2 separate regions of the Oryctolagus cuniculus genome follow, and region 1 is linked to region 2. The links are chromatin contacts, called in public Hi-C maps. All regions are on one chromosome and are shown on one strand. The core of a region is the stretch at or near the end of the contact, and the rest is flanking DNA. Distances in the headings are between cores, read along the strand shown.

Region 1 (3,584 bases), core at 710-3,209, 33 kb after region 2:
GACCTGGAGGTGGTACTCAGGTCACTGCAGGCCATGCCTGCTGCACCCAGGACACCTTCTCATCCCGCCTAGACACCCTGGGCACCCCTGCTTGCTTCACCTCTCCCCTCACATCCCCCCTCAGGAGATCTCACACCTCAGACGCAGGGCAGGGGGCTCCAGGATTGGGCCTAGAACTGGTCTGGGCTCAGGCAAGGATTTGGGGGTCCTCTAGGGAGGATCTATGGGGAATGGATGCCCAGGGCTCTCTGGGGACTGTCTTTCAGTGATGTCTCCTAGGGAAGTCCCATGCACATTGGGGTGCTGGGGTGTGGACGATGGGAGCATTCCTGGGTTCTCTCTGAAAGGGTCTTTCAGGGGGAGGTCTCAGGACCTGGGTCCCTGCTCTCACCTCGGCATGGCTGCAGGCTACAGAATTCAGCCTCCATGTTGGGGCCCTGGCACTCAGCACCTCCAAAGGCTGCTGGGGGTGCAGTGCCCGCCCGGAAGCGGCGCCGAATGCCCACGTTGCAGCTGCGGCTACAGAGACTCCATGGGGTCCAGGGACTCCAGCCACAGTCCACTGCCAGGGTGTGTGTGTGGAGGGGTGGAGGGCAGTGTGTGAATCCAGGCCAAGCCCACAGGACCCTGATGTCCCTGGGGCACCACCAACACTCCCCACGTTTCATCTTGGAAGGGACCCAAATCCCCGACGACCCCTGAGGACCCACCACTGAGGAGGTACCTGGGCAGAGCTCCGAGGTGCATATCATCTTGCCAGAGATACAGGTACTGCAGAGAGAGTGGCCAGTGAGGCCCAACCCGGCCCACCCTGGCCACAGACATCTCTGCCCTTAGACCCCTGTGTATCTGTCCCCAGGGGGAAACAGCTGGGGGCTGGGGGCAGGGCAGGCCGCTGCACAGAATGGAAAGCCCAGATCTGGGGAGTGAGACAAGTTGCCCTGTGTCCCATGCAGAGTTCACCAGGAGACCCACACCCCCACCCCGGAGTACCACTGACTGGATCCTTCAGTCCCTGGTTTTATCAGGAGTCACCTCTCTATGCTTTTTATTCCACTTGAAACCACTAAACACACCACGTGGAAACGACCTGGAGTGACAGGACCAGGGGCAGCGACTTAGAAGGCGCTAGCATTCTCCTAGGAGGGAGAACGGGATGCCTTCCTTCCCAGTAAGTGTTCTCCAACACTTGCTCTAAAGCTTGTTTGACAGATACAGGAGGTTCCAGATAAAGAACCTAAGAAAGAGGGAGGAGAGAGAGAGAGAGAGAGAGAGAGAGAAAGAGGGAGAGAGAGAGAGAGAATATTAATATAAAGGAGGAAATTGAGGAAGTAGCCAGGGGATAGAAAGAAAAAGGGAAGAAGAAAATGAAAAATTAAGACAACAAAATGAAACAAAAAGGAAGAAAATGAGGGCAGAGGGTTAGAGCACCCTCTGCTGGAAGATCCTGGCATCAGCTTTGAGCAACCTCTGTGAGTTGAAATCCAGCTCAGCCCAGGCAGGCCATGATATTCAGGAAAGAAGCAGAGGAAACTGGGCGAAGCTAGAAGCCCCTCCCCCAAGTCTCTAGTTCCATCATGTCACTCCAGCTCCCTGAGACCATCTCCCACAAGTCACTGAGGCGGTCGTGTCTCATTCCTTCAGCATTCCCAGGGCCCGTGCATGGCACCTAGGACTGCTGATGTGCTTAGGGGACAGGGGTGTGATGTGTATGTGTGTGTGTGTGTGTGTGTGATGTATGTGAGAGAGAGGCCATCACACCTGCCCACCTCCAGGGCCATGCAGCCCCTCCCCCACCCGCTAGCCCGAGCACTGGGGACGTACCAGTTGTTGCAGGGGTCCAGGCGGGCCACTGCTCCCGGTGTGTAGAGCTGCCCGTGCAGCTGGCAGGGGCACTGGCCGCGAGGCAGGCAGCTAGCATTGTGCAAGAAGAGGCCAGGGGGGCAGGCGCAGCCAGGGACACAGGATCCCATGCACTCCACCCCGGGGCTCTGTGCCAGGCACAGCCGAGTGCATGGGCCGCCCTCTTGCTGACACTGCTCCTCCGAGCGGAACACCATGTCCCCTGGGCACTGGGCTGGATGGGAGATCAGCAGATCTGGGCAGGGGTGGGAGGAAGAGAAGGGAGAGCGAGGGGCAGCAAGCCTGCAGGCAGCTGGCTACCAGGGGCCTGCTGCCCAGGACCGAGGTGGAGGAAGCCCCTCCAGGTCCCACTGCAGGCTTGCTCCAGTGTCTGGAATGGCACCCGCAGAGGCACGCGTGAGGGCATAACTGGAGGACACCCCTTCTCTGGGCTAGGAAGAGTGGGTAGGGGACCAGGCCTTGCCAGGACTGCTTTGTGCATTGTGATTCTGGCCACGAGTGGGCTCTGCTCAAAGGCGGGAAGGAGCCAGCCCTCTGGGTCCCAGGTGTGGGACGGAGGCTGCTCCCTGGAGAGGTGAGGTGTCTGCCACGGCCGGGGCCTGGTCCCCAGTCGTGTGTGTGTATGTAGGGCTCTGAAGGAGACACAGGAGACCTCACAAGTCTCTCTCAGCTTGAGCCATGGCCTGTCCTGAAGGCAGAGGTCAGCCATGTGCCCAGGTGTGTGTGGGGGAAAGGTTGAGGTCCCCAGGAGCAGGTGGAGAATGGGGCGGGAGTCTGGTACCTGTGCAGGGCTGTGTGTTGCAATCCCTGGTCTGACTGTGGGGCCCCTGGCAGGCTGTGTCCCCAGGAGCTGAGCCAGAGCAGTTCCGTCCCCGTGTCTGGAAACCTCCATCACAGGGGGCTGAACAAGCTGACCAGGGAGTCCACAGACCCCAGCCGGCCGGCACTGCCAGGAGGAATGGAGTCCGTGGTCACAGTAACAGCAGGTAAGGCGTGCAGGAAGGTTCAGAGCTATGGGGTGGGCAGCCCCCACCAGGATCCACCCCCGGCCCCTGGCCCCAGGACAGTCCCAGGCCCACACTGCTAATCCCACACCTGCTTCCTGGGGCAGAGGCCGCAGGACAGTGGCCTGCTCTGCCCCCTCTGTGGCCTCCCCTCCCTAGGAGTCCAGAAGCTGCTCAAGGCGTCCTTCTTCCTGGCTCCTCATTGCATCCCAGCATGTAGGTCACTCCAGGGATGGGAGGGGTTTACCTGGGCACACAGGGGGGCTGCAGGGCTCCTCCTGGGTGGACTCTCCAGGGCAGGGTATGGCTCCAGAGCCGGGGCACAGCCGGGCACGGCGGCGCCAGCCTGGGCCCCCTCCAGGGACAAGGCAACTTTGAGAGCAGGTGGTCCAGGGCGTCCAGGCCGTCCAGCCCGGTGCCTCTGGAGGAGCATACAGGACAGGGGCAAGAGGATACAGGATGGATGCTCAGCCCCTCAGCTCACGGGGACCCCACACTCTCCAGTCCCACTTCTAAGGCTCAGGAGCCAGAAGCAGAGCCTCCCACTGCAAGTGGCCCCAGTTCCACCCCCCCAACACCTCCACCCATGGGTCCAGCTGGCAGCTGGCCATGGGCCCACCCATCCTCACATTTCCTGTGGACACCTGTCAGTGCACTGGCCGCCAGTCTCCATCAGCCCCTCCTCTCCTGAAGAGCTTGCCCCACCCACCCTCCTTC
Region 2 (3,242 bases), core at 737-3,236:
AAATAGTATCCAAGGAAGTTCTAGCAACAGACCAAGCCACTACTTCAAGAGGGTTCTGTCTTCCAGCTTTGAGCTAAAAAATGATTACTCGCTGATTCGCAATACAGCTTACACAGCGGTTTTGCAATCACTTATTTCATCTTTGGATAGCATCCTTACTTCCCAGATTAGAAAACAGATGTGCTCGGGAAGGGGATGTTTCTGAGACCCCTTGCAATCATTATAATCGAGAGTGAAATTTCTAGTTGTCAGGATTTTGAAATAGTGGCTGGACTTGAATAGGACATCACATTTGTCCTCTGCCTCCGAAATATTTGCATTTCTCTCTCCTCTCATGAAAAGCTAAGAAAGCCTACTACTGAACAAAATATCCTAGAAATCAACCATAAAGCACCAATGCCACTCTGGATAACAATTTGCTATAACCATTCTTCCTCTTACATTTTTATCTTCTTTACCCAAATTCAAATTCAATCTAAACTAAAGTAATCCAGGGATTTTACCCAGCGGTAAGTGTTATTTCTTTTATAGCTTTGTACGCCCCACAGTGCTTAACATAAAGCAGGCACATAATTCATCTCCGATCTTTCTTTCTACTGTTGAGCTTTATCATTACAGACCACGTATTCTGTGGGCTGTAGTGTCTGGAAAATGCATCACTGTAGCTTGTGGAGGCGAGAGTGAAAGAGACACAGACGCAATGAGTAACTTCATTTATAATTAAGAGTGCTTCCCAGGAGAAGAGAAACTACAGCATCAAAATAAATTCCTTATCCTTATCTTTTGTGTATGGGACCCCCCCCCCCCATCCCAGAAATGCTCCTTGAGAAAAGCGGTCATTTCCTGTTTATCCTTGTTCTTCCAGCATCAATCAATGCAAATCACCAAGCACAAATGTTTATTCAATAAGCAACCGAAGACAATTGTTAAGAGAATTACCTCTGTGTCAAAAAACAAACAACCCTTAAGAACTGTCAGCAAAGAACTTCTAAAAAGATCCGTCCCAGAGAGGCTGCCACGTCGCCAAGTCATCGTGCACACAACCCCGCTGGCTTTTGCTGACACTGCCTGGAGCTCTGGCAACCCTTCAAACCCACCGAACTCTCAACTGGCTTCCCACCTTTTCTTCCAACCCATAGGCATCTGGCCCGACGCCTGAAGCAAATTTATGGAGCGTACGCTTTAAGGCAAGGCTGTTTTACTCCACGAATTAGACAACCTAGGCACACGAAAGAGCCAGAACTACGCCAGATGCCCTCTTTCTTTTCAGCCCTTTTTGGGACGGAGGATCTAGGCCGGGCCAAGCCCCTCACCCCGCCTCTCCATTCCCACCCTTTTTGGCTCACACGGACGTCCAATCCAGCCTCAAGGCCTTCCAACTAGCTGGGCCTCCTCAAACTGCCACCGTAGTGAATGGAAATGAAAGGCACTTCCCCATCATCACGCTTAGCGGGTCGCCCAGCCCCGCTTCACAAAGCCTCCGCTCTGCGAAGAGGGCTTCAGGGTTGGCCGCCGAGGAGAGGAGCCGAGAGGATGCGCGAGACCCGGGGCGGGTGCATCTGCTCCCGCTGCACCAGGCGGCCGCCAAAGTGCAGCGGGAACAAAGCGAGCGGGCGGGCGAGTCCTTCCCTGCAAGCCTGGCTCATCTGTGGGGATTCCGCTGTCCCGCTCCCGCCCCGCCACAGCCCAGAGAAGGGATCCACGAAAGGGGAGTGGGCGACCTCGGGGCCCTTCCAATCCTACCTTCCCCGACTCCCTGCGCTCCATGGCCCCGCTTTCCTGGCCCGTGCTGACCCCGCCACTGCCTCCTGGCCGCCCCCTCCCCCCACAGCCGGGCTAGAGGAGGCAGCCGCGGAGACCGCTTTGAGGACCGGGACACCCGGAGCCAGCGCAGCCCGGGCGGGAACTTCGCTCTCCCACGTCGGGGGGAGGTGGCGCTCGCGGAGCGGGGAAGAATTGCTGAGTTGGGACCAGCGTCGTGGCAAGCGAACAGCTTTACGGCAGCCGGCGGGCTCGAGGCAGCGGGGCATCACGGGAAGCGTAGTCCGGCCTCTGCAAGTGGCTCGCCAAGTTGCTGTTGGCTCCTGGCATGCGGGGTGCTGATTGGACGCCGAATAGATCACTTCCTGCCCTTCCCTCCTCCCTGTGGAAATGGTTACTAGGCAGCGTTCCCTCAGGCACACTCTAGACCCTCCACAAAGGACAAAGCTGACTGGGCTGAGATTCTGCCCCCTTAACATTCCTGGGGCCAATGTCAACCTTGAAGGTGCCAGGTTTTGCTTAATCAAAGAGGGCAATACTTTCTCTTGCATTCGGTCAAAAAGCATGACTGATTGCCTACCCCGTACCAGCTACTGTGCTAGGTTTCAGGGTACACAGTAGAATGAAACAAAGCCTTTGCCTTCCAGGAACTTACAGTCTATTGAGGAAACAGCTAGAAACAGATAATTGCAAAATAAAGACATGAATGCAATTAAAGCGGTAAGCACCAGACACAATTAAAACACATTTTGTCACCTTAGAGAGAGAGAGATGGTGAGAGGATATGGGTTGCTAGTCCAAAATCTTTATTATCTCAGGTATTTTGTTATAGATCAAACTCCATAAATACACTTGTTCTCTTCTCTCATCTTCTTTAAAAGACAAAAATTATATAAAATAGTTGTGACAATACACTTAATTTGTATTGTGCATATATGTAACATCTATAATAATAGCACAAATAACCAAGAGTAAGTGTGTAACTCAATGTATCTTACATAGCAGTCTTACCATGTAACTATCACACAGACCAGATACATGCAGTCTTGTTTATCACTCCCTCTGGCTCTCCCAGTAGATATAACCATACCTTGGCCAGCGCCCTGGCTCACTTGGCTATTCTTCGGCCTGTGGCGCCGGCACACCAGGTTCTAGTCCTAATCGGGGCGCTGGATTCTGTCCTGGCCGCTCCTCTTCCAGTCCAGCTCTCTGCTGTGGCCCTGGAGTACAGTGGAGGATGGCCCAGGTCCTTGGGCCCTGCACCCGCATGGGAGACCAGGAGGAAGCACCCGGCTCCTGGCTTCGGATAGGAGCAGCACCAGCCAACGGAAGGAAGACCTTTCTCTCTGTCTCTCTCTCACTGTCTATAACTCTACCTGTCAAATAAAAATGAAAAAAAAAAAAAAAAAGATATAGCCATACCTCTAGATTTGGTGAAGCGTGGCTCCAGGAACACTCTCAGAAATTAAATTCTGAGGTCC

The links. A called contact is a pair of places that touch in the nucleus more often than the background predicts.
Region 1: a Hi-C map of psoas muscle shows a contact between it and region 2, with 4 times the contacts expected there. The contact joins the enhancer-like site here to the promoter of ZNF862 in region 2. A contact is called at or near these places in 2 of 6 Hi-C or Micro-C datasets (ear pinna and psoas muscle).

Annotation. Positions count from the first base shown.
Region 1 is chr7:23,779,437-23,783,020 of mOryCun1.1, forward strand. It overlaps SSPOP (SCO-spondin), which reads right to left. Exons shown (of 102, transcript XM_070076852.1): 54 at 3,115-3,288; 55 at 2,645-2,809; 56 at 1,825-2,098; 57 at 725-771; 58 at 392-562; 59 at 1-3. Among named protein-coding and RNA genes, the nearest start is that of SSPOP, 27 kb to the right of the region's middle. Within about 2 kb of position 1,960, at least 2 of the 8 cell types and tissues checked have an H3K27ac peak or open chromatin away from gene starts, as enhancers often do.
Region 2 is chr7:23,745,924-23,749,165 of mOryCun1.1, forward strand. It overlaps ZNF862 (zinc finger protein 862), which reads right to left and starts at 1,987. Exons shown (of 9, transcript XR_515406.4): 1 at 1,744-1,987.